Linked DNA regions of Mus musculus: all the other regions are linked to region 1. A link is a contact called in public HiCAR-type, HiChIP or PLAC-seq and promoter capture Hi-C data. All regions are on one chromosome and are shown on one strand. Each heading gives the region's core, a stretch centred on a gene start, on an enhancer-like site or on the middle of the called end of the contact. The rest is flanking DNA. Distances are from core to core; before and after follow the strand shown. Region 1 holds the start of Ctps2 (cytidine 5'-triphosphate synthase 2). Region 2 holds the start of Piga (phosphatidylinositol glycan anchor biosynthesis, class A). Region 3 overlaps Vegfd (vascular endothelial growth factor D). Region 4 holds the start of Pir (pirin). Region 5 holds the start of Zrsr2 (zinc finger (CCCH type), RNA binding motif and serine/arginine rich 2).

Region 1 (5,318 bases), core at 724-3,223:
GGCGATAATCCCTTTACCAATGCCTGAGATGACCCCACCAGTAACCAGGATATACTTCATTGGCGGGCGAATAGGTGACTGCCAATACCCAGATGCAATCTGAGAAACAACCAAATTAAGAATTAGAGTTGACTGTCATCGCTGTAGGATAAGTGCTATGCCATCTTCCATGGTTATGAATATTTATTAAGGTTGGAATAACATTTCATTGATTGTTTAGATCACAGCTCAGTTCCTATAGCAAATGAACTGTAAAACTATCTGCAGACCATGCAAGAGACACAATAAAACTTGAAGTGAAAAAAAAAAAAGAATTAGAGTTGAAAAAATTGGGTAAGATAGCCAATGCCTATAATCCTGAGGCAGGAAGACAGTTCTGAGTTCAAACCCAGCCCAGGCTACATAATTAGATCCAAGCCAGACTGGACTACAGAGTAAGAAGCTCAAAAAAAAAAAACAATATAAAGTTAGCTAGTATGAGTCCCAGTACTCAAGAGACAAAGACAGGTAGGTCTCTCTAAGTTAAAGGGCTGCCTGGTCTACACAACAAGTTCCAGGCAAGTTGTGGCTACACAGTGAGACCCTGCCTCAAACAAGAAAGAAGAAACAAACAGAGAGAGACAGAGACAGAGAGACAGAGAGAGAGACAGAGACAGAGAATGGATGCAACAATTGTGAGCTATATGTTACAGCTTTGTACTAAGCTTGGAGTGGGGGGTTTCAAATTAAAACACATCTCTGTTCCAACTTGCCACACATGCATTTCCACTCCACTGTGCAGGCCTACACCAAGAGACACCTTTCTAACGATGCTCATTTTAAAAGTAATATAAATCGAACACAAAGAAGTACTTACAGGATAAGCCCGATTTATGTCCGATTTATGACGTGATGAGCAAAACTAAGCCAAGACAGTGATCATCAAAACAGTGCAAGGGGGCGGAGTAGGGAAATGAACTGTCTAGAAGAAAAAGAGCACCAAGGACCTCTGTAGGTTGGTGAAAACGGTCTAAATCTAGTCAAACCCCACAGACCTGATGTGAAATGGCACATTTCAAGAGCATAAAGTACACATCAATTGTTTTGAAGACGTCATCCGCCTCCCCCAGGTGGTAGAGTTTAGCATGCCAGCTAGAAGGGTTGTTGTTTAACCTGTACGCTGGTGCAGAAAGCCTACTCAAAACCGTCCCCGCGGAGCTCGCCCCACTGTCTCGTGGTTTCACTTCCGCCAACGCCATCTCGGGGCTCCACAAAGCAGAGAAAAATAGGGCTTGGGGTGTGAAATCCAGCGCGGAGAGGCACACCCCAGGGACGCGCCGATTTGGAGCCCGGGTCACTAGCTACCTCCAGGAGACAGGCTCTGACTGAGCACCCGGCACTAGTGGGTGTTGTCCTTACCCCACCCCCACCCTGTCCCCAAGGCCCATTGGATCGCCTAGGTTTTCGAACACTATGTGGGAGATGCGAATGGCTGTGGGCTGGGCGTGGGCACCAGCTATAAGGGGACAAAACTGCCCAGGCCCCAAATGTGCTGCGGGCAAGGCCGAAATGGTCCCGGGGGACAAATGGTGTTCTAGGCACCGAGGCCGGAGGGGAAGAGGCCCAGGAGGGGTGTTACCTGTGCAGTGGCGAGGGCGCCCTGGAGGGTGGCTCACGCGGCTCCACCCAGCGGCCAGCCTGGCCTGGCGCTCACCTGTCCTACGGGTGCAGGGACCGCATCTAGGGCTCTCTGGTCACCACTCGATCCTGCCTGCCCCCAGGGACTGAGGAGCCCTCCTCACCCACCTTCCCCTCGCAGTCCGGCAGCCGGCCCAGCTGACTCACGCTGGTTGTGAAATTGCGAGTGCTGCAGCGTTGGGTTCCAGGGACAGTACAAAACAAGCGCCTAAAAAGTGTTTCCTATAGCACAGGCAGCTCCCATCACCCTCTGCTCTAGACGTCCTTGGCCCCAGGCCACAGTATGGGCCGGCCCCTCCCTCCCCCCTTTCCCCCTCCCTACCCCCTTCCTCCTCCCCTCCCTCCTGTGGTTAGCTAGCTTCAGGCCAGCCCCTGAAGGCTCCAGGACTGCTCTGAACCCCCACCCCCACCCCACGACTAGCCTAGCCCCTTGCTTGGATTCTCCCGCCAACTTCACTCACCATAAATGTTTGACCATCTGCTACAGTGCAGCCCAGCGGTCCACCACCGCAAAAGGTGGGAAAGGAGGAAAACAAAGCAGAATTCTTGCCTAGGAGCTCACTGCCCATCTACATGTTCATTGGTAAATGAACTTCATTAGCCCAAAGTTAGGAAGAGAGGAGGAGCAGAGCTAAGTAGGAGAGAAGGCTTCCAAAGCGACTTTGGGGGAGTGTTTAAAAGATAAGTGTGGCAAAGGACACCCAAGGCTGTTTCAGGTGTAGGAAAGGAGGAAAAACAACTGAAAAATAAAAGATCTAACTGGACACAGGTTTGAAGGGAGCAGACGTTTTAGAAAAGCCGCGAATTTATTTTATTTTATTTTATTTTATTTTATTTTATTTGGTTTTTAAGACAGGCTAGGACTGGAGATGTAGCTCATTTGGTAGAGTGCTTGCCTAGCAAATACAAGAAAGATCACACTGTATCTTAATACACTACATCAAACGCATGGTAGTACATAACTGTATTGCAGCGACGGAACATGGAAACAAAAGGAAACAGAAGTTCCAGATCCCCCTTGAATACTTAGTAAATTCCAGGCCAGTCTGGGTTATGTGAGACCTCAGCAACAGTAAGAGGTGCATTGTGTCACTGGCTCTCCTGGAGATCTGTATGCAGACCAGGCTCGTCTCAAACTTAGAATAATCTCCTGCCCTTGCCTCCCAAATGACCATGAGATTTTTGAGTAACAAGGATAAAACAGGACTCAAAACTTAGACAAACGTTACTGAAGACCTCGTGGAGTTTAGAAACACAACTACGAACGAAAAGCCAGTTGTAATCTATATAAATCTAGATCTCTAACAAAACCAGTTTTATGAATTGTGTCAAGTAGGGCAAAGTGGGAGCCTCTTTAGAATGTAAATGTAGTAGAGGGCCAAAGGTCTAATCCTGGAGGTCAGAGACTGAAATCCACCAGAGCCTATTGGACAGCAGGAAAACGGGAAAGAGAGGGATTGAAGAAGGCAAAAGCCCCAGCAAGTTTAGCAGCAGAGGGTATGATATTGGAAGGCAAGATTTCAAAGGAAAGCCAGGCTTGGTGGCTCACATCAGTCATCCCAGCACTTGGGACTCAGAGAAAGGCAAGTTCCAGGATATTATACCTTCTTCTGGTCCCTTCAGGTACCAGGCATGAATGTTATGCATTAACATACATGGAGGCAAAACACCCACACACATAAAATCAAATAAGTATTGCCACTCTGTTCACCATATGGAAACAACCTCAATGCCCTTCATAAGAGAAGGGAGATAAATACAGAAGGAGGGAGGAAACTAAAATAACAGAAACAATGACTTCCAGAAGTCATAAAGCATCATATTATCATCTACCTAAAATTACATAAAGCACATGAGTCTGTATATACATATATAGTTTAAGTGAAATGTTCCCATCTGGGCCAAGAGTCAGAGACCATCCAACAAACCCCAGCCCCAGTTATGAGAAGTCCCCTTTTGAGTTGTTGGTCAGAGTCGTTCAAGGGATTCCCAACACATTGTAAGCTATCGATGTTGCCTTTGATTGCCTATCAGAAGTGAAAGGAAAATCCCTTTTGCTGAAGACACAATAGCCTTCAGAAGGCCCAGAGGTACCTGAACTGGATCTGACCTAAAAGCTTCCTCCCTAAGCATCCACTTTCCTGGTACCTGAAGGTGCCATGCGAGCTTCCAAAGGAAGGAGATCAATCAGCTGTAACACCTATGAACCACACCAAGGCCCAGCATGGCATGATAAGCTAAGGGTACAGCAGTGGCACATATACGTTTGTGGTAACCAACAGCTCTCTAATTGGTCTTAAACCCCATTTAACAAGAGGGACGTCCTGCCTGGTACTGGAAATCTAGCCAACTGCCTGGGGCTTGTAAAGTCATGGAACCTGGAAGAGAAACTACAATCACCACTTTACAAAAATAAAAATAAAAAAACATAGTCTCTAACTACATTCTAAACAGAAGTAAAAGTCAGCAATTGTTCTGAGCCAGATAGCAAGTCTAAGTAAGCTGTATAATGTAGGGATGGACTGTTCAAAAAGCTAAGAAAGAACTTGCAAGGCTTTAGGTTTCATTGTCAGCACCTCAAAAAAAAAAAAAAAAGCAAAATGTGTCTATTCATAATTACTAGTGACATAACACTGTGCTAGACTCTCAAGATATTTTTTAGAAAAAGTCCATCATCATATTGATTGCAATAATTTCATAATTTTACATTTAATCAAAGGTTATAATCTTTAAGGCCAAATCTCACACATTGGTTTTTTTTTTATGTAATTTCATTGCATTTATTTATTTTGCGTAAGGCCACAGGAATGTACTATGGCACATGTGAAGGTGAGAAGGCAGCGTTCAGGATTCATTCTCTCTTTCACTTAAGTATCCTGAGGATGGCACTCAGTCATCGGGTTTACCGGCAGTCACCAGTTTATCTGATGAGCCATCTCACCACCTTACCCACCCCCTTGTGCTTGTGATTACAGGCATGCACCATTATATCTTGCATAATCTTTTACTTTAAAGGATTTTACCGTGGTTCAGCAATTAAGAGCACTTCCTACCCTCCCCAAGGACTTGACTTCAGTTCCCAGCACCCACATCAGAAATTGCAGCTATCTATAACTCCAGCTCCAGGGAATCCAATGCCTTCTTCTGGCATCCTTGGGCAGGGGTATGCAGATGAGGACACAAGCACACAAAGATACACACACACACACACACACACACACATACACACACAAGATTTTTTTTCACTCACCACCACCACCACCACCACAAAAAAAGTCCCAAAATGTCAAAGTGATTCACCTACTAAGTGGTGGAATTAGAACCCCTGTCTTGGGCTTCTAAATCAAATAAATCCATACTCTTTCCAATTGTGCTTAAAACAAATACCATTTCTGAAAACTGTCAGTAATTTCAAGGTTGCTGGGCCTGGTAACACATATATTTAACCTCAATCCCAGCACTCGGGAGGCAGAAACAGGAGTATCTGTGAGTTTGAGGCCAGCCTGGTCTACAGAGAGAGTTCCAGGGCAGCCAGGGCTACAGAGAGAAACACAATTTCTGGAGGGGCTAAAAAGGCCAAGATAAGACATCTCCTAGCTTTTGAAGCTGAATCAATGCTCCAACTTAAAAAGAAAAACAGG
Region 2 (5,318 bases), core at 955-3,454, 1.5 Mb before region 1:
GAGGGCTGGGATTACAGGTGTGCACCACTGCACCTAGGAATCTCCCTTGCACTGGGACCATGTAAGCCACAGGACATGGTAAAAGGGACATGCAGATCTTTGACCTCAGCCTATGAAAGGTTCGATGGCTTTTACTTCTGGAGTTATCATACAGCTACTAGGTTAGAAGGACATGGGGGAGACAATGAGAGGAAAAGGGCTTACAAGCTACATGGAGAGATAGGGACCCAGCCACCTCTACATTCTTACCTGCGCCCAATTTCTAGCCAGACCTCTAGCTAAATGCAGCCTTCTACAGAAACCCCTGAAAAGACTCATAAAAGTACCACTAGCTAAGTCTAGCAGATTCCAGAGTCATGAAAAATAGCAAAAAGGCTGTTTTATAGCACTGCCTTTTGTTCTGGGTTGTGAAGCAGAAAAGGATACTAAAACAGGCTAGGATGTGAATCTAAGTATACTGGCACATTGTCTATTTTTACGAACAAATTTTTACAGGAACCTGGCTTGCCCATTCACTTATATTCTGAATGGCTACTTCTGTGGCTTTGAAAGAAATCAGATGACCCACAGAGCCTAAAATATTTACCATCTGGTTCTTCACAGAAAATGTGCTGATTAGGGCTGCACAGCTTAGCTAGTGACCCAGTACATCCCATAAGGCTCTGCTGGTATTATCTCTGTGGTTTCCTTTAAAATGTACCTGGAACTAGAGCTTTCTTTTTAAGAACACCCTCTTCAAGTGTTCCCTAGAGCTCATGCTGAAGACAATCTGGCTTCTCCTTCCTTATTCAAGGATAGCTATGCTTAAACTGCTCCCTTCTCTTTTCAGAACCCTTCTTTTAATTATGGAAGCCTTTCCCCTGAGCACCCTTTCAGTGTAGACCCTGAAAGGAAATGGAACAGGACACAGGCTTTACATGTGGGCTCTTTCCTACATCTAAGGCTAAGAAAAGTTCCCTTTAGGAGTTCCCTAAAGTGATGCTCATATGAAGTGCTCATTCAATACTCTGTTCTATAGATGCTTAGACTTTTAATGCCACAGCTTTAGAGATCTGGCAAAAATCCGCCTTAGTTGAGATCTACAAGTCTACAAAGAACTCAATGGAGGATTACTATCCTAACTCTCTGAGTTTCAGCTCTCACCTGCAACTACATGTGTCCATTTTCTCCCACAAATTCACCTACATTTAAAATCGTCTCAGAAATTCAGAGGGAGGAGGCAGGAAAGAAAGGAGCACGTGCTTGGGAGACAGAGAATTGAGGGTTCTAGGGCAGGGTAAGACAGCTACATGGGGGCACCCGGACACATAAACTGGAAAAAAAGAGGAGGGAAGACCAAATTTACAACCAGTAAGTAAACAAATAATGGAAGCAAGAAAATATGAAGTTTGCAAAAGGGGAAAGCAAAGCCTCAAGTGGCTAATGCTGTGCTACTGTCATGTGTCATCTAAACCTGGTCCTTTAGTCCTATCCCGTTTTAAGAAGTGAATGATAAGAACAGAAATAATGAACCAAATGAAAGTATGTGAAAATACTCACTGAATCTTGGCTTCTATAAGTGAATAGAGGCTGTAAAATCTGGTCAATTCTCTCTCCAGCCCTACATGCTAAGCGATCTGTACAACTTCCCTACCCAAGCCATGTAAATGACAAAGTCAAGAAGTCCTCAAAATTCTCAATCGTGCCCAGGGAACTCCCTTATTAGTAGAAGCTTCTGAGGATCCTTAGAGGGGGCTCGGACAGGGCTGAGAAATCAAGAGAAGTATACTTTAATCCAGTCCCAAGGCAGTGCACACGCACTCCCTGAGAGGCAGCTCGGGTGTACTAGAGCCAAAGAGGATCAGCCCGGGTCCACCAGCCAGCACCCCAGGATGAGACAAGATCCGGCCAGACCCAAAGGGACTCGGAAAAACGTCCTAAGATTCCAGTCACTCGCTCTACTAAACTCAGTCTAAGAACCAGTTCCAACCCTCAAGGCACCCTCAATCCCCATTTGATTACGGAGACCCACGGACCCGACTTCCGGGCCTCAGATAGAGTAGGCTTCACCTCCTCCACAGCCTGCCACGGTCCTGTGAGAACGGCACAACCCCATCCAGAGAGACCGAGAACGTTAGAAAGGACAGCCAAGACGCGTACTTACCCTCCAGTCCCATGGCCGCCACTGTCCGGACCTCCCGCGGCAGTTAACAGAATCCCGCCCCGCTGCTCCAAAGCACCAATCAGAAGCGTCCGCGATCCGAGCGCCGCGCCCCCATGATAACCAATCACACAGAGGTTCTGAATTACGTAGAAGAGAGACGCCCAGTCGGGCCCAAGTCTCTAGCGCGGGATTGTAGCGTCAGCGAGCGCAGGAGCACGTCTCCTAAGAGCTGCGGAAGGTCCCGGGCGTAAGTGCCCTGGTTGCTTAGTTACTGCGTCTCTTTTCAGGAAGCCCGGTCTCTCCCCGCCTCCTTCCGGTTAGAGAGACCAGGCGGGGCCGGGCCGGGCCGGGGGCTGGGGGGAGGAGCGGGAATGCGGGGAGGGCGGGGATAAGAGGAAGGGCAGGGTAGGGGGCGGGGAAATCAAGGCCAGGGCGTTTCTAGTCAGTATGGTACCACAGCCAAACCAACCACATCCATTCTTGTTATTCTGGCAGGATTGCTAAATGTGATGCATAAAAGTACAAAAATAAAGAAAAATCACAGCAAGTCAAAACTAAACTCTGAACTTTGAATCTTAGATCTACATATCTGTGCGTGTCCTAAAGACTGAGGACTTTCCTTTTAAAAGTTCAGATTTTGTTTTTGTCTTACAACTCTATGGGGGGGGGGGGGTGTCAGGGAATCTTAGGTATAACCTGAAACGCTCCCGCTCAAGCTGCTGCAGTCCTCAGCCAAAACTGTCTTGCGGTCTGGAGCCAGATTGTGCTTGGCCAAGAAGACAGAATCTCTCGATTGTTGTAATAGTCACCTGCTCTTTATAGTTGGTACCTGCAGATTCCCCAGCATGGCCATTCCTGCATTTTCTAGAATAAATTGTTTTCTAAGCAACAACACCATCACCATGACTGGCATCCACTTGAAGCTTGTGGTAAAGTTAAGGGTATTTTCTAAAACAAAACAAAAAGTTGTGCCAGGTGTGGTGGCGCACGCCTTTAATCCCAGCACTTGGGAGGCAGAGGCAGGCAGATTTTTGAGTTCGAGGCCAGCCTGGTCTACAGAATGAGTTCCAGGGCAGCCAGGGCTACACAGAGAACCTGTCTGGAAAAACAAAACAAAACAAAAAAGTTGTAGCAGATTTGAACTGTAGTATTCTGCCTGAACGACCACAAAGCATGCCTTCAAAGACTCTCAACCAGTGTGTCAGGACCCCTTTGAGGTATCCTGTATAGGAGGTATTTACATGACGATTCATAATAGTAGCAAAATTACAGTTATGAAGTAGCAAAGAAAATAATTTTATGGTTGTGGGTCATCACACCACAGCATTAGGAAGGTTAAGAAACACTGCTTTAGAGAACGTTCTTGGAAGCCACTAGAATTTGACTAAAATATTGCTGTGCTGGATATTCTGATGATAAGGTATGAAGGCAGCCAATGCCAGTTGTACTATCAAATAGTCTAAAAAGAAAAGATGTCAAATAAAGTAGTCAGCATCTTCCCTTGAAATTTAGTTCTTTGCAAATTCATATGTAAATAAGCTTCCTTGGATAATTTTAGAGTGGGAGGCACCTCACACATGTAGTGAAAGCTGGCTGGCTATCTATATGCAAAGTACACAAAGAGAAAACTTGGCAAGAGTACTATTTCCAAACCAAAATGAAACTGAAGCATATGGAACTGTCTATGAGAAAAGGAATTGCTAAGGGAAATATGTGGGAAAAGGCTGGGAGCTTCAGAGAAAAAAGTATTTCTATCTACCAACATTTATGAAACAAGAAGTAGGGGGTGTCCATAAAAGTTGAGAACAAGATCCTTTCAAGAAAAAAAAAGTGAATAAAGATACAGAGGCAGATGCTGACTGTTCAAAAGATATTTTTGTGCAATTATACAAGAAAGAGGTAGGGAAGAGATTTAGCCAGAATACTGGCATTGTCAGTAAGAGTTAGAGCAAACTGGTCGAATGCTTAAGAAAAATTGCTGAAGAAAATGTACTTGATGCTGACCCAGATTTCCAGCAAAGATGACATTTTTCAATCATTATTTTGTGACACTCTTCCTTGTTCTGCTTCAAATCGAAAATTTCAGATATAATATAAATGAGAGAGGTAGAACCAAAGAGACGCAGAATCAAAATTGCAAATTGTTAATCAAGATGAAAAGCTACCTAGGCCCTAGACAAATCTCGAGTGGAAGTAAAACATGGACCAGGGATTAGCTCCTACGGAATAATAAATACTGGCAGAATCCATGTGTGGCTAGGGACAGGAACTAGCTTTGTGAGAAATTTTTACATTGGTGGCCTTCAATAAATGACCCATCAACTGATAACCTGTATTTAATCCCTCCCACATTGAGTCTGGGGCTTGACCATGTGGCTTGCTTCACTAATGATACCCTGAGCAAACGAGATGCAGCAAATGCTTCGTAAATGTTTATGCACTGGGCCATGCCCTGTTGTAGCCTTTCCTCTTAAGAGCTTATGGTTATTTGTGTGAAGAAGCCTAGGCAGGATGTTAAATGAGAACAGCCACATGGAGAAAGACTTGGAAGAATGAGACTCATGTTGGCCATTCCATCTTACCTTGAGTTCTACTTTAATTGAATGGCTTCCTGCGCTGTGTGGAACAATATAACCGTGTAGCCAATCCTGGTCAACCAACAGAATCAGGAATAATAATAATAATAATAATAATAATAATAATAATAATAATCACCACCACCACCATAATCATCATCTCGAGAGTCATTTTTGACTGAAGATACAAAGTTTCAATGAAGTTTGTTACACAGCACACAGCAACAGATAACTTGCCTGATACTCACCCCCCACACACACACTTGATAATGGATATGAAAAACTTCATTGCAGCAGTTGATGCCTGTCGAGAGATAAACCCTTACTAACAGAATTGAGCTACTTACAAAGTCATCTTCAGTATGCCATTAACACTGCTTGTGTGGTCTATATCTCACAGACATACTCTCATGGAGGTGAGAATTTCTCTCAGAGAAATTCCAAAGTATTAGGATAGAGGTAATATTAAGAAAGACACACAGACATGTAGCAAGGGAAATTGAATCCACTCCAAGTGCAATTAAAATAATAGATAAATAGGAAAAAAACTCAAGATAAAAGTTTTTGAGAAAAGTATGTCAAAGCAAACACCAACTGGT
Region 3 (5,318 bases), core at 708-3,207, 1.5 Mb before region 1:
CAGTTGGGGTGTGTGAGCAGGTTGCTGAACTTGAGTAGCATGGCTCAGCTTCTTTAGTTGAGAACACTGTAGACAAAACTGAACACTTGCTCATTTCCATGACAACTGTTACACATGATGATCCTAATTTGCCAATGGCCTCTTTGCCTGACCATTCACCTCCTCTTTCTAATTCTATGGAAAAGCTACCTCACATCTATTCAATCTTCAAGATAAAAGGTTTGACAGCATTGCTTCAGTAAGCTAGTGAGGAAGGTCAACAGATACTTTACAGAAAGATTCTTAAGTTGGGCTCAGTGTATGTATGTGTCTGTGTGTGCACATGTGCATGCTCATGCACAGTTATGTGTGTAACAATAATTATAGAAGAAGAGATCATGAATTTAAGGAGGAGGGGAGAGTCAGAAGGAATTGGATGGGGGAAAGGGAAAGGTGAAAATAATAAATGCAGAAGTACTCATGTATGAACCCCCTCTATAATTTTAGATGAAAAATTATTAAATTGTACTTTGATGAAAGAATTTTCATTTATGGAGGTAAAATTTCATCCAATACCATCCTTGGATAAAGCTGATATATGGCTTTGTACTTCTTACAGGTCTCAATTCAATTTCAGGTTCTTTTTTTTCTTAAATCCTATGCTAAAAAACCTCAGGATGAAGTAGTAATCCTGCAGACTGAATTAAAATATTAAATGATGTGAAGACTAAATATCTCCTATGACTTGTTTCTTTGTAAAACCACAACATTGACTTTCATACTCAAAGCTATTGAAAGCCTTCTTAGTCTGCTAACGGAAACCTAATATGAAATAACTGAGAAATTGGAAACAGTCCCTTGATAATTCTAAATGGAAACACTAACGACTCAAAAAAAAAAAAGCAAGTAATTTATCTAGGGCATACATTTGGGAAGTGTTGAAAATGGATCTCTTTCTAATTGGCATTCTACACTGGTGGATATTTGTGTAATCAACTTTATGTTATCCACATGTGTATGAGAAAACTCAACATCAAAGTGTGACTATTGTCCCAAACACACACTTAAACCTTGGATTGCAGTGGTTTTCATTGCTGAACTTTTGCCAAATGAGTTGCTCTTGATTTCTTCCAGTTCTCAGATACAAGTGCTAATCAGATCTAAACTGATTAAAATCACCCAGCAAGATGAGAGGCCGAGAGACAGCATTCCCAGGTCGCTGCTTCTTATTAGAGTGGCTGCCTTGGTTCTGTAATTAGTCCAAGACTGTTAAGATTCTCCTCTTAAATAACAAATCATTCTCTGATGGTTTTTAGCTCCAACAACCAGTTTTTAAAGCACGGGGTTGAAGGTCTCTGCAATGCTACTTTGTCTTCTTATACATCTTACTATACACAGAGCAAAGCTGGTTCTAGAGACCTTCAAGGTGGTTACATTCCTAACAGGCCACTAAGAAATGGCCACAGTGTTGGTTGCTTTATTCATTCCCTCTTGGGAAGGATTTGGAGCAGAGGTTCCTAGATTTCCTTTCACCTTGAATGCATGTGGAGGAAAGCTTTTAAAAATACTGATGAATTGACCTTATCATCAAAGTCCTATTTTACAGGTTTGGACCACAGTTTCAAAAGGAAAAAAGAGCTCCTGACACAGCCTGGAAGACCAGAACCCTGAGGTTGGAAAGTCCAGTGACTTAGGATAAAAAAATGATATTCTGCTGTACTCATAGATTGATCCCTAGCCTAATTGTCATCAGAGAGGTTTCTCCCAGCAATCAATAGAAACAGATGCAGAGCACTGTTCCAGAGTCACAGTTACCCGAGCAGCGCCAGGAGGACAAGTACCACTGGTCCACACCACACCTGAATGGGGCAGGAGGGAGCGCGGCCGGGGAGGATGGAGACTTGGGGTTGGGCTCTGCCCGGGCACGCCTAACCTTCACCAGCACCGAATGGACTTGGAGAGAATCCAGTGAGCGGCGAGCACACAGGCATCTGGACACATGTGGGTGGTACTTAGTTGCTCAATCCGCAGGGTGCGAGGAGGTTGGGGAGAAAAGATGAGCGAGGGGCGGGGCCGGCCGCAGTCCAGGCCGCGCCCACTCTCACTGGATTGGAAGCAGGCCACCGGCCTCTCCGACTCCACCCCTCTGCCCCGCCCCGCTGCGCGTTGGCGGACGTCGCCAGAGCGGTACCTTTCAAAGTGAAGCCAGAGTGGGTGGGTTGGGGAGCAGGGCTGGGGGGGGCGGGGTATAGGAGACTTTTGGAGAGGAAACCAGGAAAGGGGATAGCATTTGAAATGTAAATGAAGAAGATATCCAATTAGAAAAAAGAAAAACAAAGTGAAGCTTGAGGAGGGACTGGGGGAGGGGCGCACCCCCCACCCCCCATTGCAGCACTGAGACACCAGTCCCCTACCCTACCCGGGACCTGGGGGAGGGAACAAGGGGCCTATTCCTTGTATCTGGTTGGACTAGATCTCTTCTGCCCCGCGGAGGTCTCCAAAGCTTCCAGTCCCCTCACCCAGCCCCCTCCCTGGTCCCACCAGTCTGGTTTGGAGGGTGGGGTTCTCCTTTCTTTTCCCTAAGTCCTTGTCTTTTCGACCCTCTGTCGTCAGTTTTAAGTCCTTCCCTAGTTGTCTTCCTTTTTTTTTTTTTCTGTCCCATGGTCGTCTCTTCTCACTCTGCCCTCCCTTGTTTCTTTATTTTTATTTTTGTTCAGTGTTCATGTCTCTCCTGATTCCAGTCTTCGCCATCTTCCGGGCAGGTCTCACTAAAGTACCAGACTCTTTCCTCTACCTTCCTCGTCCCCACAATGAATCCCTACACAAACAAAAACCAAATTCCCCCACCGGAACCGAGACCCTCCCACCGCACAGAATTAAACTTTTACTGTGTCTGAGGCGGCTATTCATATTCATTCAATAAAAATTATACTTTCTAAAGAGTTCCAGTCACAACAGAACAGCAAAATATTTTTCTCTCTCCGGAAATAATTTTTATTTTAATGTTGATTTCCTTTTTCCAAAAAGCGATACTCCAACATGTCAGTGCTATCTATAGTTATTTAGTGAGATCAGTTAATGGTGAAATAAATCTTGTAGAAATTTAGTATTTTTGGTTGGGAGCCTAGCTTTTAATGGCTGAGCCATCTCTCCAGTCACGTCGGGAGTGAGGTAGAAATCTAGTGCAATGGAAACTCCCAGGAATTTATGAGGGTGACCCTAGCTTAGACTCCTAGCAATGGAAGATATGAATCCTGAACTGGCTATCTTCTGTAACTACACAAATTTTCAAGTATAAGTATTGGGACACCAACTCAGCCACAAAACCTTTGACCTACAATTTTTCCTGCCTTCAAGATGTGCTGAGGTATAGGTAACACAGAAGTTGTGGGAGTAGCTAACTAATGACTGGTCCAACTTGAGACCCATTCCAGGAGAGCCAATGCCTGACACGCCTGGAGGGCCAGGAGCCACGGACTGGATCATCTAGAGACCTAGGCACAACTGGCAATAAATAAATCAGTGAAATGATTCCTAATGGTACTCTACTATACTCTTATACCAGAGCCTAGCATACTCATCATCAGAGAGGCTTCATCTAGCAACTGATGGAAGCTGATGCAAAGACCCCTAGTCAAACATTAGGCAGAGATCAGGGAATCCTGCAGAAGAGGGAGAGAGGAAGGATGGTAGGAACCAGAGGGGCCAAGGACACCAGGAGAACATGGCCCACAGAATCAACTTACCAGGGGGTCACAGGGGCTCACAGAGACAGAACCAATAATCAGGGAGCCTGCAAGGAACTGCCCTAGGCCCTCTGCATATATGTTACAGTGTGCAGCTTGGTGTTCTTGTGGGACTCCTAACAGTGGGAGCAGGGGCTGTCTCTGATTTTTTTGCCTGCCTTTGGGACCCTTCTCCTCCTTACTGGGTTACTTCATCCAGCCTTAATATGAGGGGAGGTGCCTAGTCTTACTGCAGCTTGATATGCCATGTTTGGTTGGTATCATGAGAGATCTGCCCTTTTGTGAAGGGAAACAGAGGAGGAGTGGATCTGGGGGAGGTGGGGGGGGGGTTGGGAGGGATAGGCTGGGAGGAGAAACTACAGTTGAGATAGAAAATATGAGAGAAGCATACTAAATGAAATTTAAAAAGAAATTTTAATATTACTTTCAGTTTCAGGCATTAAAATAATCCTTGATACAGGCCAAAGTGAACTCCCCAGAGGTTGGTAAGACACAAAAATGACTAAGACATCTTTATTTTATAAGAAGCATCGTGTCCACTCATGTGCTTGGCACATGGAAGACATTCCACACGTGTTTACTGAACTGAATGTACAGCTTGCTTTCTCCCAGGGAGAAAGGGTTTCCGAGCAACTCACTAAGACAGCATCTGACCAGAGTATCTTTGTCAAAAATTTCCACATCTTTCTATTAGCGCCCAAGATGAAAACAGATAGGGCCTCTGAAGGCTTTCAGAGATAAAGACAGGAGGGTGTCTAAGTGGTGCACAGACACTGTATGGCTAGATGCTGTTTTGTGTAGCTTTCTTTCTGTGATCATCAGACTGAAAGAATGGCCTAAAGTGACTTCACTTTCTATCTTTGGGTTCTGGAAGTGAACTCCCTGTTTGATGGCCTAGGGCTGGAAGGACATTTCTGAATTCTTCAACCAAGTCGTGTAAACCTTATCTCATTCCCACAGTAAAATAACAGGCTAAATACACTACCTTAAAAATGGTTCTGGATTTTATACAAATCATGAAGCCAGGTGAGCCATGGTGATGACCAGAGACTGTCCAGTATTGTCTTTGACCTGACCATGTCAGAATCATCCAAGGCTAGTCTATCAACCAGCCAATAAATACCGCTTTTGGCATCTACTGTGCGACAGGCTTTGCAAAGTGGTGGTTAGAACACAGCAGCAAACAAAACAATGATACACCCCTCTGCTGAAAAGCCTCCATCCTCATGGTGAGGGTGTAATCAACAGGGACAAACAGACCACAAATGTCAGACACAGATGTATGCCATCAACAAAATCAAACAGTGTACCAACACTGAATCCGAGGTGTAAACTGTGCCCCATGAGCCACAGGGTTGAGCCTGTTTTTGAACAGCCTGTGAGTTAAGAAGAAGCTTTTGCCTTCTAAATGGTTGGAACTAATGAAAACAAGGTTACCTGGTGCATAAAATTTACATAAATTAAAATTGTAGCATCTATAAAGTTCTATTGGAGCTCACCCCCACCCTGCTACTTTTCCAACTGTGACAACTGCACTTCTGCTCGCTGCTCACCTTCCACAGTCACTCTAGTTATCCTGCTCATCCTCAGAAC
Region 4 (5,318 bases), core at 1,468-3,967, 1.4 Mb before region 1:
TTTTCCTAGGAATCTGATGCTGAGATGCATAGTTACCCATGCACTGAAGCATGAGCATGTAAGCAAGGATGGAGAGGATATGCACTGGGCACATCTGAGGATATGCATGCTGTGGCTGACAGCCAGCATGCTTCTCAGCTCAAGCCAGTACATGGATATGTACAGAAGACCAGTCACATCTCCCAGAGCTGCACCTGCTACCCAGAACCTAATTATCTGCATACTAGAAACCTCCTTTAGGCTGGTGTTGATCCACACGGGGCCCCAGTTGTGGAGTTCCATGTTTCTCCCACTGGAATAACACAGGGAAGCTTGAGACCAGCTTGGCCTTCTCTCTCCAAATCCCCATTCAATATCCCACTAGTCGCTTTAGAAAGGAAAACTCAAAGTGGGATGTACTCATCCACCCTGCGTACCTCGGGTCTGCCAATGCTTCTGCGCACACGTGCTCCTACCCCCTCTGACTGCTCCCGGCTGAGCACTGAGAGAGTAACCTTTTTAGAGGATGCCATTTTGAAGTTTATAAAGAAAGTTCTGATGTTGAGCTGTAGAAGATGGAAAGAAAGAAGAAAGACAATAAACAACAAAAGAAATCACAATGGAGGAAATATCTACAGATTATAAACTAAGGATATTAACATTAGACTTGCTCCAAATCTTTATAGTGGCAATTTACTGAATACTGACTATGATCATGGCCTAGATTAGGTGATTTTTAGAAACACAGCTATGGTGTGCATGTATTAGTATTTACGAGGTACCTAGAACCCTATTATTAGCAGTTACCTCTTAGAATCCTGCAGTCATCTTGTCCAAAAGTTCACAATAGCAACTCTTTGGAAGAACTCAGCAGGGATATCTAAAGAACATTTTCTACGCTTCCCTTCAGTGGCAGGCATACTTGACCTCCTCACACCGTGCACACACCCTTCAATGGCTACCCCACGACATGCGGTGGAAGATGGAAGTGGGAGCTCTTTTGGTGATACTGGAAGCAAATGGAAAACACTAGGGGTATGTGACTCTCACCAGAATATGATGATGCTGGCATGGAAGGAAATCTGCAAGGGCCACTGAATTCAAATACTCATCTATCTCTAAAGTCCGTGGCCATTTTTAAAAATTCATCTCTTAATAATATTAAGCATGTTTACAATGCGGGTTTTTTTAATCATAGCAACCCTTTGTTCCCCTTCCAACTCCTTTCAGACCCCTGCTCCACATCTCACTCCCAATGTAATCTTGTATTTTCCATAGCCTACTGAGACTAAGTGATGCCCATTCTTATACGAATGGGTGTTGGGTCATCTACTGAAGCATGGGCATCCTAATAGGGGTCAGTTCCTTAAAGAGAACTGACACTTCCTACCCCAGCAGCCTCCAACTGCCCAAGTTCCTCAGTTAGGGGTGGTACTTCGTGGAACCTTCTCCCATCTGTGTTGGTATTCTTACTGGCTGACTTAATTTTATGTAGATCTTGTGCAGGTAATTTTTTAGGCAAGAAATCTTTGAACTTCTTAATAAAGTCCTCTAAAGCACAGACAAACCATTTATGAAGTACCCCAGGCAATGGAACCGATGATTCAGGAACAACACATATACTACATTTATTATTCAAAAGTGTTCCATTATTGATTGAAGTCTAAGTCCTAACCAAGGAAATATCACACAACAAATACAATCACCCCCCCCCACACACACACACACACACACTTCTAACTTCAGGTGTTTGCAGACAAGTAATTCCAAGCCCCAGATCTGATCACCATATGAACTCTAACCAATCCTTCAAAGATTCCTTAAACTAAGAGAAGCACTTTAATAACAGGCAGATTCTGGAACTGGACACCTCAGATTTACATCTCAGTTTTGCCACATTCCAGGCTGCTTTCATTTGGGATGCTGTGTGTCTCAGCTTTTCCATCTATACAATGGGATTAAGAAGCGTCTGCCTCAAAGGATGTAAATAGGGCTGTAAGAAAGTGAGCTGCTGTTCTTTATAGGGACTCAACATAGAAGCACCCTTCAGTTTGTGAAGGCAGATCCTAAAACGGATCCTCTCTAGCAGGCAAACAACATGCATCTATTGGGCCATGAAATGTGGGAGACAGAAATGAACTTCTGAGTCCAGCCCCGTAATCATCCACACATAAGCGACTAGTAAGTAGTTTTGCCTCCACCTAATTTTTCTGGCTTCTTCCAGACTCCCACATTTAGGCCCTATACACAGGAACAAGGATAAAGCAGTTAACTAATTGCAGTGTGTTGCCAAGAGAAAAACCAAGCTATCATCTCAAATCGTGGTGGCTATTTAAGCATTTCCCTCCCTCAGCTCCCCTCCGAGCCCCAGTAGTGAGCTGGGAAAGACAGCATCATGAAAACTGGTCGGAGCATTCCTCCCACCCCCAACACACACACACACACATACACACACCACTCTCACGAGGGCTGAGTTCCCCAGGCCACTCACTGGGCAGTAGCGCAGGCCCAGGAGGGAGGCCACAGTCGGAGGTGCCTAGACTCCACAGCGGCAGGGACACAGCAAAGGGAGGACAGGTTTGCGGAGCGCCAGCCGTCAGTCAGCGTGACTCAGCGCTTTGTTGCGGGCCTCCAGAAGGCGGGAGTCTCTAGGTCTCAGGGGCCTTGGACCGGGGGACACACCCTTTATTTACCCTGGGTTTGGATTCTCTGACTCCGCCCCATGGCTCTCTGGATCTGCCTTTTGAAAGTCGGTCCAAAGAGTGATGCGCACCCCGGCCTCTTGGGGGCGCGCTGCCCGCCTCCCAGGAATGTATGGGACACTCAAGTGCTCTGCAGCCCCTTAGAATCTCTTGGAAAACCTGTCCTCACTCAAGTCATCTTGTCACCCAACGCTTCGTATGAGCAAGAATGTTTTCTAACCACTTGTCCCGTTTGGGGGAGTGACTCAGCCTCTCTATGCATTATCCCCAGTGAAATGAGCGTGGTAAAGCTGACAGGACCAAGACTGTAAGGCTGTAATGAGAATGAAATGAGCATGTCTCCGCATAGGTACTACACAGTTATCTCTCATAAATAAATACGCTTCTTGCTGTTTGCCAATGAGAATGGGGCAGAGGCAGAGCAGATGTAAGAACCAAAGAATCTCTGTTCCTGCTGAAAGAGAAGGCACACTCTAATAGGGAATCATAGAAGGGCTTGAGTTTTGTTGGGCTTCAAGAGCAGGCCTTAGAGAGTTAGCCTCAGGAGGTGAGGGTTTGTCCACAGCCAGGAAGCAATCTAGTTTTCCTAGGACTTTTAATCAGAAGACAGGCTACCATACGCAATGTTCTTTAGATACCCGGAAGTTCATTGTCTTTTCTTGGAAAAAGAGTGAAAGTGATGCCTCTTTAAAAAAAACAAAACAAAAACAAAACTACGAGCCTGGGAAACTGAAAAGGAATAAACAGTAAATGTCTTTTTACTTTCCAGCTCTGTGGGTCTTCCGTGGAGACTGCTCCCATTTGCTTTTGTAGCCAGAAACAGCCAGAGACAACGCCTGCTGAGTGTGGTGGCTGTGTTTTAATAAAAATTTGATTTTGGATAATGAAATTAGAATTCATAAGATTATGTTTTGAATTCGTACAATTCTCAGCTGTCATGAAAGTCTTCTTTTGACTTTATATTTCAGCTGGTTTTTGGGGGGCATGGTTCCCCATATCCCCGGCTGGTCTTACCTCCCTAGAGAGCCTAGGATAACCTTGAACTTCTGACTTTCCTTCCCACAGTTCCCAAGTGTTAGGGTTACAGTGAAGCATTCACCAGCGTGCCCAGTTTTACATGGTGCTGGAGACTGAACCCGGGGCTTTGTGTATTCTAGGCAAGCAATCTACCAACTGAGCTAGATCCCCAAGCTCTTCAACCTCAAGATGTGAAAAGGCATTCTTACCTTTCAGACTACAGATTTCTGCTGTAGAAGAATGGGGAAGTGGAAGAACAAAGACTTTTCCTTGGTGCTCAATTGGGCAGAACACACTAAAAATGGGAACAGTAGAGAGGAAAATATCATGGCCTTTGTACAAGGATGACATGCAAATTCATAAAGTTGCACTCTCCCCTCCCTGCCTCAATTCATGGCCACACTTGGGTGTATATAGTCTTTTCTTGAAATGGCTATCTGTCTTCCTTAATGCCGATACCCAAATCTATATTAAAACGCATTCACAATAAATTCTGTTTTTTAACTCTTTTCCCTGAGCTTTTCATATCAGTGGGGTTCAAACTGACTCTGCCTACCTTCAGCAATTCAAGACTAACAGATTATGCATGCAAACTTCAAACTGCTGTGGACTAATAAGGTATTGGTACTTCCCATCTGTAATTATTTCTGAAATAGTTTCCACATAAAACAGAAGTATGAACACCCTGGCTGGCACATTACAGACCATATAAATAAACTGTCTTGTATTTCCTCAACCAGTCCAACGTTCAACCAGGTGCTGGGGCTTGGACTGCAAGCTTTGCCTTCACACTCTTTCAACACAAAAGCCTGTGGATTCAGAGAGTTCAGCGCATCCAAACCTTCCCATTTTGAAGGCCTCTATCCATCTTCCCCAATCACCACCCACTCCTCCTGCCTTCAGATTCAGCACTGGCCAAACCATTTTTCAAGTGGCAGGCAAATAGAAAGCAAATGCCTGGAGCCCTCAGTGGCTTCTCACTGGCTTGGGAGAAAGTTCTTTGATGTCTTTGAACGTTCTCAGCCCCAGCCACTTGTGTGGCGGTGCGGAGGGATGAACACACATACACACCTGTCTCTTGTTAATTTCCTGTGCCTGTCTAGAACTTGCCTTACTTCACTTTCACTTCACTTTTTGGCTCTTGCTTTCTATGTCATGCTCTCTGGACAACCTGTGCTAATTGTTTCCTCAAGTCTAGGAGGACATTTGACCTGAAAATCACCTATATATTGTTTTCTAAGGCCATTGTTTATTGATTTTTTGGAAGATCCCCTTTTCCTACAATGGGCTGAACAGTAGCTTCTACCTCACAAGTTCGTTCTGAAATATGACTCCGACACTCCACTAAAATATGCTGGTTACTCCTTTTGCTCTTGGGTCTAGGTAGAGCTTGTGGCTGCCATGACCAAGTCAATGTGCCATTTCTGAGGGAATCTCTGAAATGACCTGGCAGGTGCCACACCCTGCTTCATGGAAACCAGCTGCTCTTTAACACAAACCACCTTGAAAATGGATCAGCCCCAGCTGTACCAGTCAAAGCCACATGGATACAACCTGAACACCCAACACTGTTCCTTCCAACTTCCTGATCCACAAAATTCTAAGCAAAGTCCAGTGTCT
Region 5 (5,318 bases), core at 1,078-3,577, 1.1 Mb before region 1:
CAGAGAAGCCCTGTCTCGAAAAACAAAAACAAAAACAAAAACAAAAGGCAATGGGGGTGAGGGTGGGAAACAGCTTAAGAGATGGCCCAGCCATTAAGAACACTAGCTGTTCTTCCATAGGACTTGGGTTGGATTCCCTGCACCCAGGGGGCAGTTTATGATCTGTAATTCCACTTCCTGGAGATCTAGCACCCTCTTCTGAGCTCTACAGGAACTGGGTATGCAGGCAAAGCACCCTACACATTAAAAAACCCGAGGCAAAGCATTGGCTGGGAGCAGGGTGAATGGGTAGCCAGCTCAACCTCCGCAGCAGCAGCCTGGGGGTCTGCGTTCCCCAGAGGCAGGGAGCAGAAGGAGACTCCTCAACAAACACAGGGAACCAAGATCCTAGAGGCAGGCTGCAAAAGCCAGGATTAAGAAGAGGGACTAAGCCAGTCCTGGTGGCGCTTACTTTTAACCCCAGCACTCAGGAGCTAGAGGCAGGAGGATCCCTGAGTTCAAGGTTAGCCTGGTCTATAAAGCAAGCTTCAGGACAGTCAGAGCTACAGAGACACTCTAATAAGACAAGACAAGACAAGACAAGACAAGACAAACAACAAAGTAACAACAACAACAATGACAACAACAAACTCAACAAAATCCAGGAACTAAGAGTTCATCAATTGTGACAAAACAAGAAACTTGTGGCCCCAGGTAAGGCTTCTGATAAGCACTGCGGGGGAAGTTGCCGCAGAAGGTGAAGGAGATGTCCACTGATGCCCTTGAGAGCAGAAAGAGCAAAGTGTTAGCATTCTGTCTAAACTCCACCTGCATAGTTACCTGCCAACAGTCAGGTATGCTCCTCCCCACAGTTACCTGGCAACAGCCAGGTAGGCCTGGTCCACTATAAAAGGGGCTGCTTGCCACCTCCTCACTCTCTTGCCTCTTACTCTTGCCTTCTTGTCTCTTGCCCACTTGTTGTTTTTATATTTATTTATTTAATGTGGGAATGCATGCCAAAGAGGACAATGTGTGGGAGTCTGTTCTCTCCTGCTATATAGGTCCTTGGGGATCGAGTTTAGATCCTCAGCATCTTTACCTGCTTAATCATCTGCCAGCCCTATTTTTATTTTCCTCTCTAGTTCCACATCACACCTCACCTAGATGATTGTGATACAGTATTACCTTTTTCTTGTCTTTCTTATTTATTTTATTTTTGTTTGTTTTTCGAGACAGGGTTTCTCTGTATATCCCTGGCTGTCCTGGAACTCACTCTGTAGACAAGGCTAGTCTCGAACTCAGAAATCCACCTGCCTCTGCCTCCCAAGTGCTGGAATTAAAGGCCTGAGCCACCAATTCTTTTTTAATGGAAGTGTCAGGTAGCTCAAGTTGGCCTTGAACTCTCTAAATAGCCAAGGTTGACCTTGAACCCCTGATCCTCTTGCCTTAGTTTCTTAAGTTCTAAGAGTATTGGATTAGGTGTGAACTACCTTGTCCTGCTAATTTAATCCTTTACATTGCAACGTAAAATTTCCCCATTAAAAAAAAACACTCCTGGAGACTGCTATAGTTGTCCAGCTCAACCTCCGCAGCAGCAGCCTGGGGGTCTGCGTTCCCCAGAGGCAGGGAGTAGAAGGAGACTCCTCAACAAACACAGGGAACCAAGATCCTAGAGGCAGGCTGCAAAAGCCAGCCGAGGATTAAGAAGAGGGACATTTTCTCGTTGCATATGTAAATGTTTTTAAAGATTTATTTTATGTATGTCCATTGCGTGTTTGCAGCACAGGATCCCCTGAAACTGGAGTTACAGATGGTTGTGAACTGTCTGGTGGGTGCTGGGAACCAAACTTGTATCTTATGAAATAGTAGTAAAGCTCTCATTACAGTTACAGCTGAGCTCTCTTCTCCAGCCCTCCTCCCCTTTGCACAAAGGCATGGGGTAGCAGCAGCCAATCTCTAGATACCCTTGCCTTGCACTTTTGTTCCAGTAACAAAATTCCCTGCTTCCCAGCACATTCCAGTCAGTTTCACCTCCAGACGCTTTCGGCTTGTTTTTTTTTTCCTCTTTCTCCAAGCACAACTCCAGAGCCAGCCGAACAGATCCCGTTCCCCTGCACTTAACTCCGGTCCCTCTCTGCTTCTCAGGATTAAGAACAAGGGTCACAAACCTGATTCCTTTGGAACCAGAGCCAGCAGGTTTTGCAAAGAGGAAGCGGATTCTTAAACTTCGTCTGGGGCGCTCATGGGTGGAGCCGCGGAGAGAGGCGGGACCTAGAGGCGTCGCCTTGGAATTTAGATGGGAGGGGGCGGAGCTAGGCCTTAACGCCTTGAATTCTGGGCAAGGGGCGGTGCTAAGGCCCCCGCGAGGCCCCGAGGAGCTGGGGCACGAGTTTCCGGGGGTGGAAGATCTCCGGGGGGCGGCTTCGGTGAGGAGACATTTTCTCAGCCCGCGATGCCTGGCTGACTGGCCGAGGGAGGAAAACTCAGGTCTGCCGCGGTGGCTGCGGCGGCCTCTTTGAGGGTCTGTTTTCTCAGGCCGCGGCGCCTGGCTGACCAGCTGCGGGAAGAAAGCCGTCTCCTTCCGTCTTGGGCAGGTACCGGTTGGTGGCCGCGCGGAGTGGGCGACCGAGGACCTGGGTGGCTGCTTCCGCTGAGACCTTGCCGTGGGAGAACACAGCGACAGCAGTATGGAAACGGCGGGGGCTACGGCGGACGCTACGGCGGGGCCGCAGAAACTGAGGTATAGGAAATGACGAGGCGAGGCGACTGGGGCGGGGACGACTATCTCCGGGGCTGTCCCGGGCCGCCCGAGGAGATGGGGGGCGGGGCGCAGGGGGGGAGCGGAAGGAGGGGCGGGGGACGGACGGGGCGACCGGCGCGGGCTAGCCTGCCTTCTTCCTTTGCCTCCGAGCGCTGTCCTAGGCTGGCCCCTGGCCTGAGGGTGCAGAGCCGGGTGTGCGGATGCTCACTCTGTGTGTGCGCGTGCGCGCGCGCGCGCGCGTTTTTTCAATCTTCCAGCCGTAAGAAGTACTTGGCCCTCCGGAAGAAGGAGAGACGTAAGAGGCGACGGCAGGCGCTCGCTCGGCTCAGAGAGGCAGGTAGTTGTTGCTCTGGATGTGGAATTGCTCCCTCTCTTCCTGCTCCGCCCTCCCACGCGGCCTCAGACAGGCTAGGCTGCCCTTACATCCGCCACGTAAATGAGGACGACTCTTAAACTTCTGATCCTCCTGCCTCTGCCTTCGAAGTGTCGGGGTGACAGAGTTTCGGCGACCATGGCACTTTGCAAGTTGATCGGTTCGTGCGTGCTAGGCAAACCACTCTGCCAAGTGAGCTACACCCCCAGCCCATGCAGCTGCTTCCCTCGATTTCCTGCCCAGCTCATCTCTGCAGCTAGCCACCACACCACTTAAAAATGGCCCGCACGTGACAGAACCCGATATTCTAAGTGGTAGAGCTATACATTTAGTAGATTCATAAAATTAGATGTTTATAAGATGACCAAGCACTTACAAATGCAGGCAAGAGGGTTGAGCTCCCACAGCAGTGCTAGGTTAAGGTGATGGCCAGCCTTACCACCGGAGACTGTGGAACAGTACTTGAGAACTAGTTCAGGAGAGGCAGGCTCCAACATCAAGGATGAAAACAAAAAGGAACAGTAAGCTGTTGTGTTACTGATGACAAAACCCTCCTGCTTTAAGTCTGAAGCTAATCTGCTACAATTTCCTAAGCTCATGTCAGTTATCCCCTCCCACTTGTCTCAACTGGCATTCTTTTTTTCCCCCTTCAAATTTAAACTTTGAATAGAAGGTATAAACTTTTCTTCCATTAAAACTATTTTGCCAGATTTTTATTTATTTATTTTTGAAAAGTCTTCCAGTGTACACAGAGTTGAAAAAAAATAGAACACTTAAATATTCATGAGTACTTCTATAACTTTGTAAAATCATTAAATATTTGCAGGCTCTCTTTCCCTCTCTTCCCCCTCTCCTTTTCTTGTTTGATTCTGAACTCGTTGTACAGCCATGCCATGAGTATCATGATGGAAGCATTGATTAAAAAGAAGTGCGGTTAGAGGAATGCTTAAGAACGCCCGCTTAGCCAGCACTCTGGTGCTATACGCCTTTACCCCAGCACTCAGGAGAGAGGGGCAGGGGGACCAGAGTCAGAGTTCAAGGCCCAGCACACATGTGGAAGCTTATAACTACTATTCTTTTTAAGATTTTTTTTTTGAGGTAGGATCTATATAGCCTTGGCTGGAATTTACTGTGTAGACCAAGCTGGCCTGAACTCAGAGATCCATTTGCTTCTGCCTTCTGAGTGCTGGGATTAAAAGCTTTCCCACTATGCCTTAAGTTTAGGTTTTTACCATAATTATAAAGGTTAAATATTTATCTTTTTTGCATGAATAACTGACCAAGGATTGTGAGACTTTACTTAATAAAGTATTTGAATTTCTACAGAATTGGCACAGAAAGAGGAGGAAGAAGATCCTCTTGCTGAAGAAAAACGACTAGAAGAAGAAAGGTTGTTAGAGGAAGAGAGGTCAGTACTAACTGAAACACTTAAACTCATTTTATTGTAATATCAGCTGTCTACCAACTAGTAGCGGCTTTTCATATAAAATCTTGTAAAAAAATGGGTTTTGGAAAATAACCTCTTACAAACTAAATCCCTAGCTGACAGGCTAAAGTTAGGTGTCTTTTTTTTTCCTCTCTTTCTTTTTTTGTGTGACAAATCCAGACTAGTCTCCAACTCAGGATCTTACTGCCTTAGCCTACCAAATGCTGGAATTACTGGCATGTGCCACTGTACCTATTTTGTTGTTTTGGTTTTTTTTTTGTTTGTTTTTTGTTTTGGTTTTTGAGACAGGGTTTCTCTGTATAGCCCTGGCTGTCCTGGAACTTACTTTGTAGACCAGGCTGCTCTTGAACTCAGAAATCTGCCTCCCGAGTGCTAGGATTAAAGGCGTGCACCACCACGCCCGGCTGTTTTGTTTTGTTTTGTTTTTTTAGTGGAAGTATTTTTTATTTCTTATTGATAAATATATGTGTGTGTGTATGTATGTATGTATAGTAAATATACATATAAAGTGTTGACATAAAGGCCTAATTCTATTGACAGTATAACGTAAGCTATATGGATGTAGCATAATTGTTTATTCATAGTTTTTAGTCTTCTATAGTTCACCAGAGTGGGGACAGTATGGTGATGAGAGCTGTTCTGCTGTGGCAGCAGGAACAATCTAGAAGTAACTGCTCCAGGTTGTCTGTAGTCAGGGAGCAGGGACTCAGCTTCATTTTTCCCTTTCCCCTTACTACTCCAGCCAGGAACTCTAGTCC

What was found. Promoter capture Hi-C pulls out the DNA fragments that hold promoters and counts their contacts. HiCAR-type assays count read pairs that join an accessible place to other places. HiChIP or PLAC-seq counts read pairs in DNA pulled down with a chosen protein or histone mark.
Region 2: a promoter capture Hi-C map of pre-B cells shows a contact between it and region 1, with 9 times the contacts expected there. The contact joins the promoter of Piga here to the promoter of Ctps2 in region 1. A contact is called at or near these places in 13 of 39 promoter capture datasets (the HPC-7 cell line, HPC-7-derived erythroid cells, the SN4741 cell line and 10 more), 3 of 484 Hi-C or Micro-C datasets (CD4 T cells, double positive thymocytes and embryonic stem cells), 4 of 115 datasets of contacts at active chromatin or transcription factors (embryonic forebrain, embryonic stem cells, large pre-B cells and 1 more) and 2 of 9 other capture datasets (adipose tissue and liver).
Region 3: a contact with region 1 is called in a HiCAR-type map of embryonic stem cells, with 9 times the contacts expected there. The contact joins the enhancer-like site here to the promoter of Ctps2 in region 1. A contact is called at or near these places in 6 of 39 promoter capture datasets (cranial neural crest, frontonasal cranial neural crest, hippocampal neurons and 3 more), 2 of 484 Hi-C or Micro-C datasets (cardiomyocytes and forebrain) and 8 of 115 datasets of contacts at active chromatin or transcription factors (T-cell acute lymphoblastic leukemia, astrocytes, double positive thymocytes and 4 more).
Region 4: an H3K27ac HiChIP or PLAC-seq map of embryonic stem cells shows a contact between it and region 1, with 11 times the contacts expected there. The contact joins the promoter of Pir here to the promoter of Ctps2 in region 1. A contact is called at or near these places in 3 of 39 promoter capture datasets (the C10 cell line, cranial neural crest and liver), 1 of 115 datasets of contacts at active chromatin or transcription factors (embryonic stem cells) and 1 of 9 other capture datasets (adipose tissue).
Region 5: a contact with region 1 is called in an H3K27ac HiChIP or PLAC-seq map of thymic regulatory T cells, with 12 times the contacts expected there. The contact joins the promoter of Zrsr2 here to the promoter of Ctps2 in region 1. A contact is called at or near these places in 21 of 39 promoter capture datasets (the 3T3-L1 cell line, the C10 cell line, the HPC-7 cell line and 13 more), 3 of 484 Hi-C or Micro-C datasets (CD4 T cells, embryonic fibroblasts and natural killer cells), 26 of 115 datasets of contacts at active chromatin or transcription factors (the 230-238 cell line, SST interneurons, astrocytes and 16 more) and 3 of 9 other capture datasets (adipose tissue, embryonic stem cells and liver).

Annotation. Positions count from the first base shown.
Region 1 is chrX:162,898,215-162,903,532 of GRCm38.p6, reverse strand. Ctps2 (cytidine 5'-triphosphate synthase 2) reads right to left here and starts at 1,973. Exons shown (of 19, transcript NM_001168568.1): 1 at 1,786-1,973; 2 at 1-99. The coding sequence starts at 60.
Region 2 is chrX:164,416,666-164,421,983 of GRCm38.p6, reverse strand. Piga (phosphatidylinositol glycan anchor biosynthesis, class A) reads right to left here and starts at 2,204. Exons shown (of 6, transcript NM_011081.3): 1 at 2,144-2,204.
Region 3 is chrX:164,378,895-164,384,212 of GRCm38.p6, reverse strand. All of the region lies in intron 1 of Vegfd (vascular endothelial growth factor D), which reads right to left. Among named protein-coding and RNA genes, the nearest start is that of Vegfd, 8.0 kb to the right of the region's middle. Within about 2 kb of position 1,957, at least 242 of the 459 cell types and tissues checked have an H3K27ac peak or open chromatin away from gene starts, as enhancers often do. A contact at or near this core is called in embryonic stem cells, hippocampal neurons, regulatory T cell precursor and 1 more, where this site is marked.
Region 4 is chrX:164,266,830-164,272,147 of GRCm38.p6, reverse strand. It overlaps Pir (pirin), which reads right to left and starts at 2,717. Exons shown (of 10, transcript NM_027153.3): 1 at 2,471-2,717; 2 at 417-545. The coding sequence starts at 512.
Region 5 is chrX:163,955,675-163,960,992 of GRCm38.p6, reverse strand. It overlaps Zrsr2 (zinc finger (CCCH type), RNA binding motif and serine/arginine rich 2), which reads left to right and starts at 2,327. Exons shown (of 11, transcript NM_009453.3): 1 at 2,327-2,719; 2 at 2,998-3,077; 3 at 4,440-4,521. The coding sequence starts at 2,667. Gm38561 (a long non-coding RNA gene) reads right to left here and starts at 2,252. Exons shown (of 4, transcript XR_878297.3): 1 at 2,148-2,252.